3 separate regions of the Mus musculus genome follow, and all the other regions are linked to region 1. A link is a contact called in public Hi-C data. All regions are on one chromosome and are shown on one strand. Each heading gives the region's core, a stretch centred on a gene start, on an enhancer-like site or on the middle of the called end of the contact. The rest is flanking DNA. Distances are from core to core; before and after follow the strand shown. Region 1 has its middle 68 kb from the start of Gm38805. Region 2 overlaps Gsdme (gasdermin E). Region 3 overlaps Mpp6 (membrane protein, palmitoylated 6 (MAGUK p55 subfamily member 6)).

Region 1 (2,702 bases), core at 106-2,605:
GGAGTCTCTTTCACTGGGGTTTGTACTTTCTGTTGCTTGGCACTAAACTTACCTTGATTAGTAGGGACAGTTCAGACTGCTTTGATGCAGGCTCTTGTTCATGTCCTCTTGGATGGTCCTGGCCCTGCTCCTCCTGCGTGTCTCTTGTTCTCAGAGTGACTTATATGATGGGAGCTATACTAGTCAGAGCTTTTCAGGGGGAGAGAACAGATTGGGATGGGGTATTGAGATTGAAATAATTCATCTCCACAATCTTAGGAGAGCCCTGGAGGCGCAGCTGTTGCAGCCCTGCATGGAGGCAGTCTGCAGGAAACATCGTGACTCTAGGCAGCCCCCCTTTCTCTCCATATGCAGAGCAATTTGCATTGCTCTAACTTTTCAATTCAAAAATTATGTAGATATTTAAAACCCCCCACAGCAACATTTCTACCTGAGCGTGCTATAGTCTAGTCAGACTAATGCCTAGAATTAACCATCCATCTGGTAGCAAACTGGCTTCCTTTATGCCTAGGAGCTACATGCTTCCTTTTTCATTGTCAGGAGTGGGAGTCACCTCAGTTCTAGTGTTCTAAATGCTATTATTCTTGGATTTGACTGAAATTAGAGAAGATAGATCCTGTTGAAGTGTGACGATTGACCTGAAGCAGTCAGGACCCAGCTGAAGCTGAAAGTGGGACCGATCAGCCAAAAGCACACGGGATAAATGGTAAGGGGAGAGGTAAGTGACTGGAAAAGTGTATTGATGGGAAGTACAGGGGAAGAATGCTGGGTAAACAACCACAAGTGTCAGAGATCAATATGGCAATCACAATGACAACTTCATAACTTCTAGGAGAAATGGAAGTGCCAATTAGAGTCAGACTAATGTCAATCAGAACAGGTACACTCATAGAAAAAACCTTAAGGGCTGGAGAAATAGATGGCTTAGTGGGCACAGATCTCCACACAAAGCCAAGCATAGCACCATGCATCTGTGGTCCAGGAAATGGGAGGTGGAGAGAGGAGAATTCCAGGGTTTCTCTGGTCAGAAAGCCTCTCTGAATTGACAAGTCAGGTCTAGTGTCAGTGAGAGACACTATCTCAGAAAGTACGGGTGGAGAGAGGCAGAGTGGAGAGAGGCAGAGGATAGGTGTCGGTCTGTTGCTATGATAAACACGATGACTAAAGAGTTTATTACATCTTACAGGACACAGTCCCTCAATGAAGGAAGTCAGGCAGGAGCTCAAGGAAGAACTGAGGCAGGGACCATGGAGACTTGATGCTTACTGGCTTTCTCAGCTTGCTTTGGAATCTGCCCTCTATCCACAGTGGACTGGGATTCCCACATTAATCATTGATCAAAAAAAAAAAAGTTCCCGAACGAAGACATGCTACAGTTTGATCTGTTGGAAGCAATTTCTCAACTCTGCTTCCCTCCTCCCAGAAATGTTTGTCTAGTTTTGTGACAAATTGACAAAAACTACCCAGCACGAGGAAGACATGTGATGTTGACCTTGGGGTTGCACAATGTGCCTGTGGGTGTTTGCACCTGCACAAACACATGCTCTCATGCATACAGACACAGACACACACACACACACACACACACACACACACACACACACACACACAGACACACACAGACACACACACAGACAAAAAACAAAACTCGCAAGAAGCTCCCTTATAATAAAAAGTTGTTTGGTGAGCGTGGAATCAAAATTTTATTTTTGATGTTATTTATAAAGTTTATTCATAAAGTTCTTGCAGAAAATTTTACACCTGGATTAGGACACAGGAAGTAATCTCCATTCTGTGTTGGGCTGTGTTTTCTGTAAGTGCTACAAGACTGGAGAGCCACAAACATAATCCATTCTGTATAAAAACTACTTCGATGCAGAATATTCAAGCCCTCTATCTCCTGGAATAAAATGGAGTGCTGGGATCTACCACCGAGATTTTTTTTTTTACCTCTAGTCTATTTATTTATTTATTTATTTATTTATTTATTTATTTATTTATTTATTTATTTTTACAGTCCAGTCCTTATTCCCCTCCACGTCTGCCCTCTGACAGTTCCTCATTCTATTCTTCTTCCTTCTGCTTCAAGAGGATGCCTCCTCTCCCTGGGGTCTCAAGTGTCTCGAGGGTTAGGTATATCTGTTCTCACTGAGGCCAGACCAGGCAGCCCTCTGCTGCATATGTCTGATTTAGTTTTAAGAGGCCCCTCTACTCCTTCCTCTGCTTCTTGCCATCTTACTCATGTGCATGGAATCAAATTTCATCCAATTTACTATACACAATTGTTTATTCAAGGTTCACCAAGTTCACCAAGTGCTGGTATTAAATTATAGCGGACAAACTCACAGATTCCACGAATCTGTACCAAAAACTGTTGGTTGGTAGTGAGGACTCACAGCTAAATATTCTTTCTAGCTACTTCTACTGTTTAGCTCCAGGCTGACATGATCTTGTAATGCGGTTTTACTTCAGACTCACTGTAACAAGATTGAACCGATTTCAACATCTGTGTTTTGCAATCACCTTTTAAAAGCAGTGCTTTTTGAGACGAGATCTTACTCTGAAATACAGCCTCGGGTGGTCTCCATCTCAATAGGCTGCTGAAGCTGGCCTTAAATTCCCGCTCTTCCGGCCTCTGTTTCCCAGCGACAAGGGTACGTCACCATGCTTGGTTTGCAATCCTTTTTCTTGGCCTGGATTGA
Region 2 (2,702 bases), core at 94-2,593, 210 kb before region 1:
CAAACACCAAGGGCAAACTGAAGCAGACCATTCTACTATCCACGTGACCTCACATGCTGAAGGGGAAACTCGGTTTTGTTCAAAGTTCTTTGGTTTTGACACAACAAATCCTGCACCTTGTCCCTCAGGTAGCTGTGGCAGTCGCCACCCCAGTCTCCTGAGCCCATCTCTTGGTCACTGGCCAAGCTATTTTGTTACCCGCCACCTGCCTGGGCTTTCTGGAGAACATCCTAGTGGCTCTCCTACCATTACCACTGGCCACCCAACCAGCCTTCTATTGAATCCACAAAGCATGCATCCCCTGACCCCCACCCCTGAGGATACCAACACTGTTCAGAGCATCATAGGTTCCCATCCATTTCTGGGCTGTTTCTCTCCTACCTACTCTCTGCTTACATTTATATATTTGCTTATGTGCATGGGTGTGCACAGCTGTGGAGGTGAGAGAAAAACTCAGAGATGTCAGTTTTCTCCTTTCTCTGTGTGAGTCTTGGGATCGGACTCAGGTCATTGGACTTGGCAGTGAGCACCTTTACCCGCTCATACGTCACTTTGCTTTTTAGAAGACCCAAGTGACTGTGCTGATCACCTCTGCTCTCTGGTCACACTCTTCCATAGATTAAGCTCCTCTGACATTCCCACAGGGGTGCACGGTCTTCAGGCTCTGGGTCAGACCTCCCAGTCTGTTCCTGTTATTTGCTCCTTCTGGGACCCTGTATTGCAAGGTTCCAGTCCATCCCGACGCTTGCTAAGCATTCTGTCAGTGAGGTGGCAGCAGAGCACCGGCATAGACACCAGAAGCCTTGCTGTCCTGCTCTCGCTTCCACCCTGGCCCCCTGCTCTGTAAATGCTCCTCTGCCACAAAAGCCCTAGCTGATTCTTCCTCCCATTGGCTACAAAGTGCAGCCTGGGTGCCATGGACCTCACTAGCACATGGGGGCCCTTGGCTTCTCTCCAATGGGATGGGTGACACTTCTTGCTATTCATTCTCTATCTCGATCTGCCAATAGCTACCATAAAGCTGTGTGTGTGTGTGTGTGTGTGTGTGTGTGTGTGTGTGTGTGTGTGTGTGTGAGAGAGAGAGAGAGAGAGAGGGAGGGAGGGAGAGAGAGAGAGAGTCTAATTGAGACAGTCTCACTCTCTAGCTTACTGGTCTAGAACTCACAGCTATCTTCCTGGCTTGAGTGTTTGGATTACAAGCATGAGCCACCGAGCCCAGCACAAACCTAGTGGGTTTTTGTTTTTTGTTTTTTTTTTAAAGTGCTTCAATCCAGAACCTAGCGTGCATGCAAGAAGGCTTAGTGAATGACTCAGCCGACAGTTTGGTCAATGAGTCAGTGAGTGTGCCACTTGAGGGAAGATCCTTAGTCACCGTGTTGGCAGCCCGTTGCTTCCGAGAGGAACTTTGCTTCTCCTCAAGTGTTTATTTTGACTCTGAATATACAAGAACAGGCTGAAGCAGCTACTGCTTCGTAGTAACCGAGGAAAGGGGACGCTGGAGAAATAGGGAAGGCAGATGTTTCTGAAATCCCAGAGAAGATGAAGATTGTGAACCAAAGTCTAAGGCTCTGCCCAGCTCCTAAACTCTGGAAATGCTGTGTGACCACGTGATTGGCCAGCTTCCAGCGCAAGAGTGCAAACACTAGCTCTTGTCCATTCAACAGTTTTTACTTGATCATAGATAGTCTTAAAGTGACATTTCAGCCAGGCGTGGAGGCACACAATTATAATCTCACTGCTGCGGAGGCTGAGGCAGGAGGATTATGAGTTTGAGGTTAGCCTAGGCTGTTACATGCAGAGCTTAAAACTAAAGCCTAAACAAAAGCAAAGAAACAAAAACCCCCCAAGCAAAGTGTTATTTCAATGTGCTTTTTGTATAATAGTAAGCGTGTGACTTGAAATCTGTGTATACACGTATATATTTGACTATGTTCAATAATGTGTTGTAACTTATAAGGTTTTTGTGTTTATATTCAAGTATTTGATTTATAGAGGTTTGATTTTAGTATTTTTTAAAAATTTTATATAAGGGTGTTTTGCCTGTCTTGTTATGCCTGTGCACCAGATATATGCAATGCTTTCAGAGGCCAGAAGAGGCCATCCGGTCCCCTCAATCTGGAGTTTTAGACAGGTGTAAGCCTCCTTGTAGGCGATAAAAGCAAAACAAATGCTTTCAACCTCTGAGCCATCTCCTCAGCCTCTAAAGGTGTTTTTTTTTGGGGGGGGGACATAATTTTTTATTAGACATTTTCTTCATTTACCTTTCAAATGCTATCCCAAAAGTCCCCTATACCCTCCCCCTGCCCTGCTCCCCAGCCACTCACTCCCACTTCTTGGCCCTGGCTTTCCCCTGTACTGGGGCATATAAAGTTTGCTAGACCAAGGGGCCTCTCTTCCCAATGATGGCCAACTAGGCCATCTTCTGCTACATATGCAGCTAGAGACACGAGCTCTGTGGGTACTGCTTAGTTCATATTGTTGTTCCACCTATAGGGTTGCAGACCCCTTCAGCTCTTGGGTACTTTCTCTAGCTCCTACATTGGGAGCCCTGTGTTCCATCCTATAGATGACTGTGAGCATCCACTTCTGTATTTGCCAGGCACTGGCAAAGCCTCACAGGAGACAGCTATATAAGGGTCCTTTCAGCAAAATCTTGCTGGCGTATGCAAATAGTATCTGTATTTGGTGGCTGATTATGGGAT
Region 3 (2,702 bases), core at 119-2,618, 150 kb before region 1:
AGCAGTTTTTACTAGCTGCCAGAAATACCATGGGTCAGAACACTAGGAAGTAAACCTTATCTGTGTACTCAAATGAAGTGAGAGTAGCCAGATATTCCTCCAAAGCTTTTATAGTGCTCAGTTAATGACAGAAGCTTAAATCACTGGATCCAAGTTTGCTGAAAACAGCTGCAGTGTTTCAAAGTATCTCTGAACAGGTTGCTTAAGTGTAAACTACAGATTTGCAGGGGAAAAAAAAAAAAAACACTACCAAATGCCATAGTCAATGACTAACATTAGTATCAATAATAGGACACAGAGACAAGATGCAACTCTCCTGATGCATATTTGAAGGGTAAGAAACTGATTTATATATTTACAATAATGCAGAGCTGTACTTAAAGAGGAAACAGGCAAATTCAAAGGAAGAGAATGGCACAACAAATTGGAAAAACGGATCGAATTATATGCTGTTTATGAAGGAATCTTACACTTAAAGAGACTGGTATGTTGGGAGTAAAGGATGGAAAGACATCCCTGTAAGCAGTGACCCAGACACAGCTGCAAACTCACATCAGAGCAGACCAACAGGGAGACGAAAGGTATCGTAGAAACAATGAAGAATAATTACAACGACAAAAGGGTCAATTCGTTAGAAGTAAGATGCTTACTTACATCTAAGCACCTAACAGTAGAATCTCCAAATACATGAAACAAAACAGAAATGAAGCAAAAGAAAGATGGACACGTCACCAAAAGAGCAGAAGACCTCAAGGCTTCCAGTGATGGAGAGAACAGAAGGTTACAGAGGAAATGAAGGCCTGGGCAGCTACACAGAACATATCAAGGCAGCAGTCCAGTCAACAAGAGGAGAATACTTTTCCCCGCAGTGTACAAGAACAAGTGACACGCTCAAAGATAGGTTATATCTGAGGCTATAAAAAAATCCCTAAGGAGTTAATGAGGCCTATGGTCTCTGGACAAAGTGAATGGAATTATCATCACTAACAGGAAAATCTGGAAAAATAAAATGTGTAAAATTAAATAATGTACTCCAAAACGGGTCAACTAAAAAAAAAAAAAATAGAAATCAAAACTAAAAATAGCAAACACTTTGAGAGTGGTCATTACTGATGGAGCTGCCAAGAGCCCTTCTGGGTGCTGGTAGCATATCTTTGTCTCTACTTCTGATAGAGTACAGCTCGGCCATCATACTCGTGAGGGACTCTGAAGCCTTAGAAAAGTGTCTTAGCAGAGAAAAATTATCAGCACTGTGGTAAGCTTCAAGAAGAAACATTAGATGGCTAACTGAGGCCTACTGATGGCTTACATGGAAAGACCTGACAAAACACACAGGAGTCTGTGTCAGAGCGGAGGCACCAAGAGCAGAGGACCGCTAGTTTTCCTTTCACTTTTCCTTTTGACCAAAGGTTCAGTTTCTATCTCATCTCAGTGACAGTTTTCATATATGGCTAGGAAGGAAGAAAGCTGCAAGCAGGCAGCATGTGAGAAGCCGGTTTTAGCTCCAGCTAACTGACTCGTGTTGCACAACTGTCTTATTCTCAGATTACATTCTAAGCCTCTGTGGTGAAGAGAAAAAGTGTTTCATTACATTAATCTATTTCTAGAATTAAAAATGACTCTGAGATGAATGCAAACAAAAACATAAACCACAGCAAAATTATAAGATGCAAAAAGCAGCACCTACTGAGCAATTTCTAGCATAAATGTGTCTGTTAAAAGGAGATCTCCAGTGGATAACCTAACTTTCTACCCGGGATAACAGGAGAAAACTTCATCCTAACTCCAAGGAGCAAACAAAAAAGAAAACAAGATTAAATTAATAAAATGTATGATACAAAAAAATATGAAAAGAGCAAAATTGACAAATATTTGGGAAAACTAAGAAAAAAATTTACTAAATTCAGGAATGAGAGGGGCTGTTACTAAGGACCTTGTAGAAGTCCTGCGACAATAGAAATACTTGCACAGCTATGTGAACATGCTAAAACCAAGAAACCCAAGTGTGTGGAGAAAACGCTATGCGGATTTCATCTGAATGAAGATGGTAAGGAAAAAAATAAGCACAAGTTTAGAAAGCAATAACTAAGAAAGTAAAGAGAGAGACAGGAGCAGACAGATGGGAAAGTTGACCACCTCTGCATAGCTGTGCCAGTGAAAGCATGTTAATGCTAGCCTGTTTTCTGAGAATAGATTTATTACTGTTACTGTTGAATCAGCTTTGTTAATATGACAATATATTAACTGTGAAAAGGTTAAATAGTTCAAAGGAGAAAAAAAAATCCTTTAAAACCAAAATGAACCAAAGAATTGAAGGTGCAAACAATGGAAAAACTGCTCCCGGGCAGCAAAGCGGCACTGTAAGTGGTTACAAACCGGAAGTAATACAGAGTCAATGTAACCCATAGAAAGTCCAACGCCATTCCTCATATAACTAGAAAACACAATTCACAAACAGAGAGACAGAAAAGACTCTAGATGGCCACAACAATTCTAAGCAGAAAGAACCCAGCTGGAGGGACACGGTTTACTCAACTTTAAACTCTAATAGAGGACATTATGGTACTGGCACAACAGGCAAGAGAATATATACCGCTGTCCCAGAAATAACCCCCAGAGCTATGAACACCTAACTTTTGATAAAGGTGTTAAAATACACACTAGACAGAAGACAGTAAAGGGGTACAAAGTAGACCAAGGAC

Evidence for each region. A called contact is a pair of places that touch in the nucleus more often than the background predicts.
Region 2: a contact with region 1 is called in a Hi-C map of liver, with 2.6 times the contacts expected there. The contact joins two enhancer-like sites. A contact is called at or near these places in 1 of 484 Hi-C or Micro-C datasets (liver) and 3 of 115 datasets of contacts at active chromatin or transcription factors (bone marrow-derived macrophages, embryonic stem cells and pancreatic cancer cells).
Region 3: a Hi-C map of liver shows a contact between it and region 1, with 2.2 times the contacts expected there. The contact joins two enhancer-like sites. A contact is called at or near these places in 3 of 484 Hi-C or Micro-C datasets (all in liver) and 1 of 9 other capture datasets (adipose tissue).

What each region holds. Positions count from the first base shown.
Region 1 is chr6:50,041,029-50,043,730 of GRCm38.p6, reverse strand. No RefSeq gene overlaps it. Among named protein-coding and RNA genes, the nearest start is that of Gm38805, 68 kb to the left of the region's middle. Within about 2 kb of position 1,355, at least 4 of the 459 cell types and tissues checked have an H3K27ac peak or open chromatin away from gene starts, as enhancers often do. A contact at or near this core is called in liver, where this site is marked.
Region 2 is chr6:50,253,727-50,256,428 of GRCm38.p6, reverse strand. All of the region lies in intron 1 of Gsdme (gasdermin E), which reads left to right. Among named protein-coding and RNA genes, the nearest start is that of Gsdme, 6.7 kb to the left of the region's middle. Within about 2 kb of position 1,343, at least 173 of the 459 cell types and tissues checked have an H3K27ac peak or open chromatin away from gene starts, as enhancers often do. A contact at or near this core is called in liver, where this site is marked.
Region 3 is chr6:50,186,892-50,189,593 of GRCm38.p6, reverse strand. All of the region lies in intron 10 of Mpp6 (membrane protein, palmitoylated 6 (MAGUK p55 subfamily member 6)), which reads right to left. Among named protein-coding and RNA genes, the nearest start is that of Gsdme, 74 kb to the left of the region's middle. Within about 2 kb of position 1,368, at least 66 of the 459 cell types and tissues checked have an H3K27ac peak or open chromatin away from gene starts, as enhancers often do. A contact at or near this core is called in liver, where this site is marked.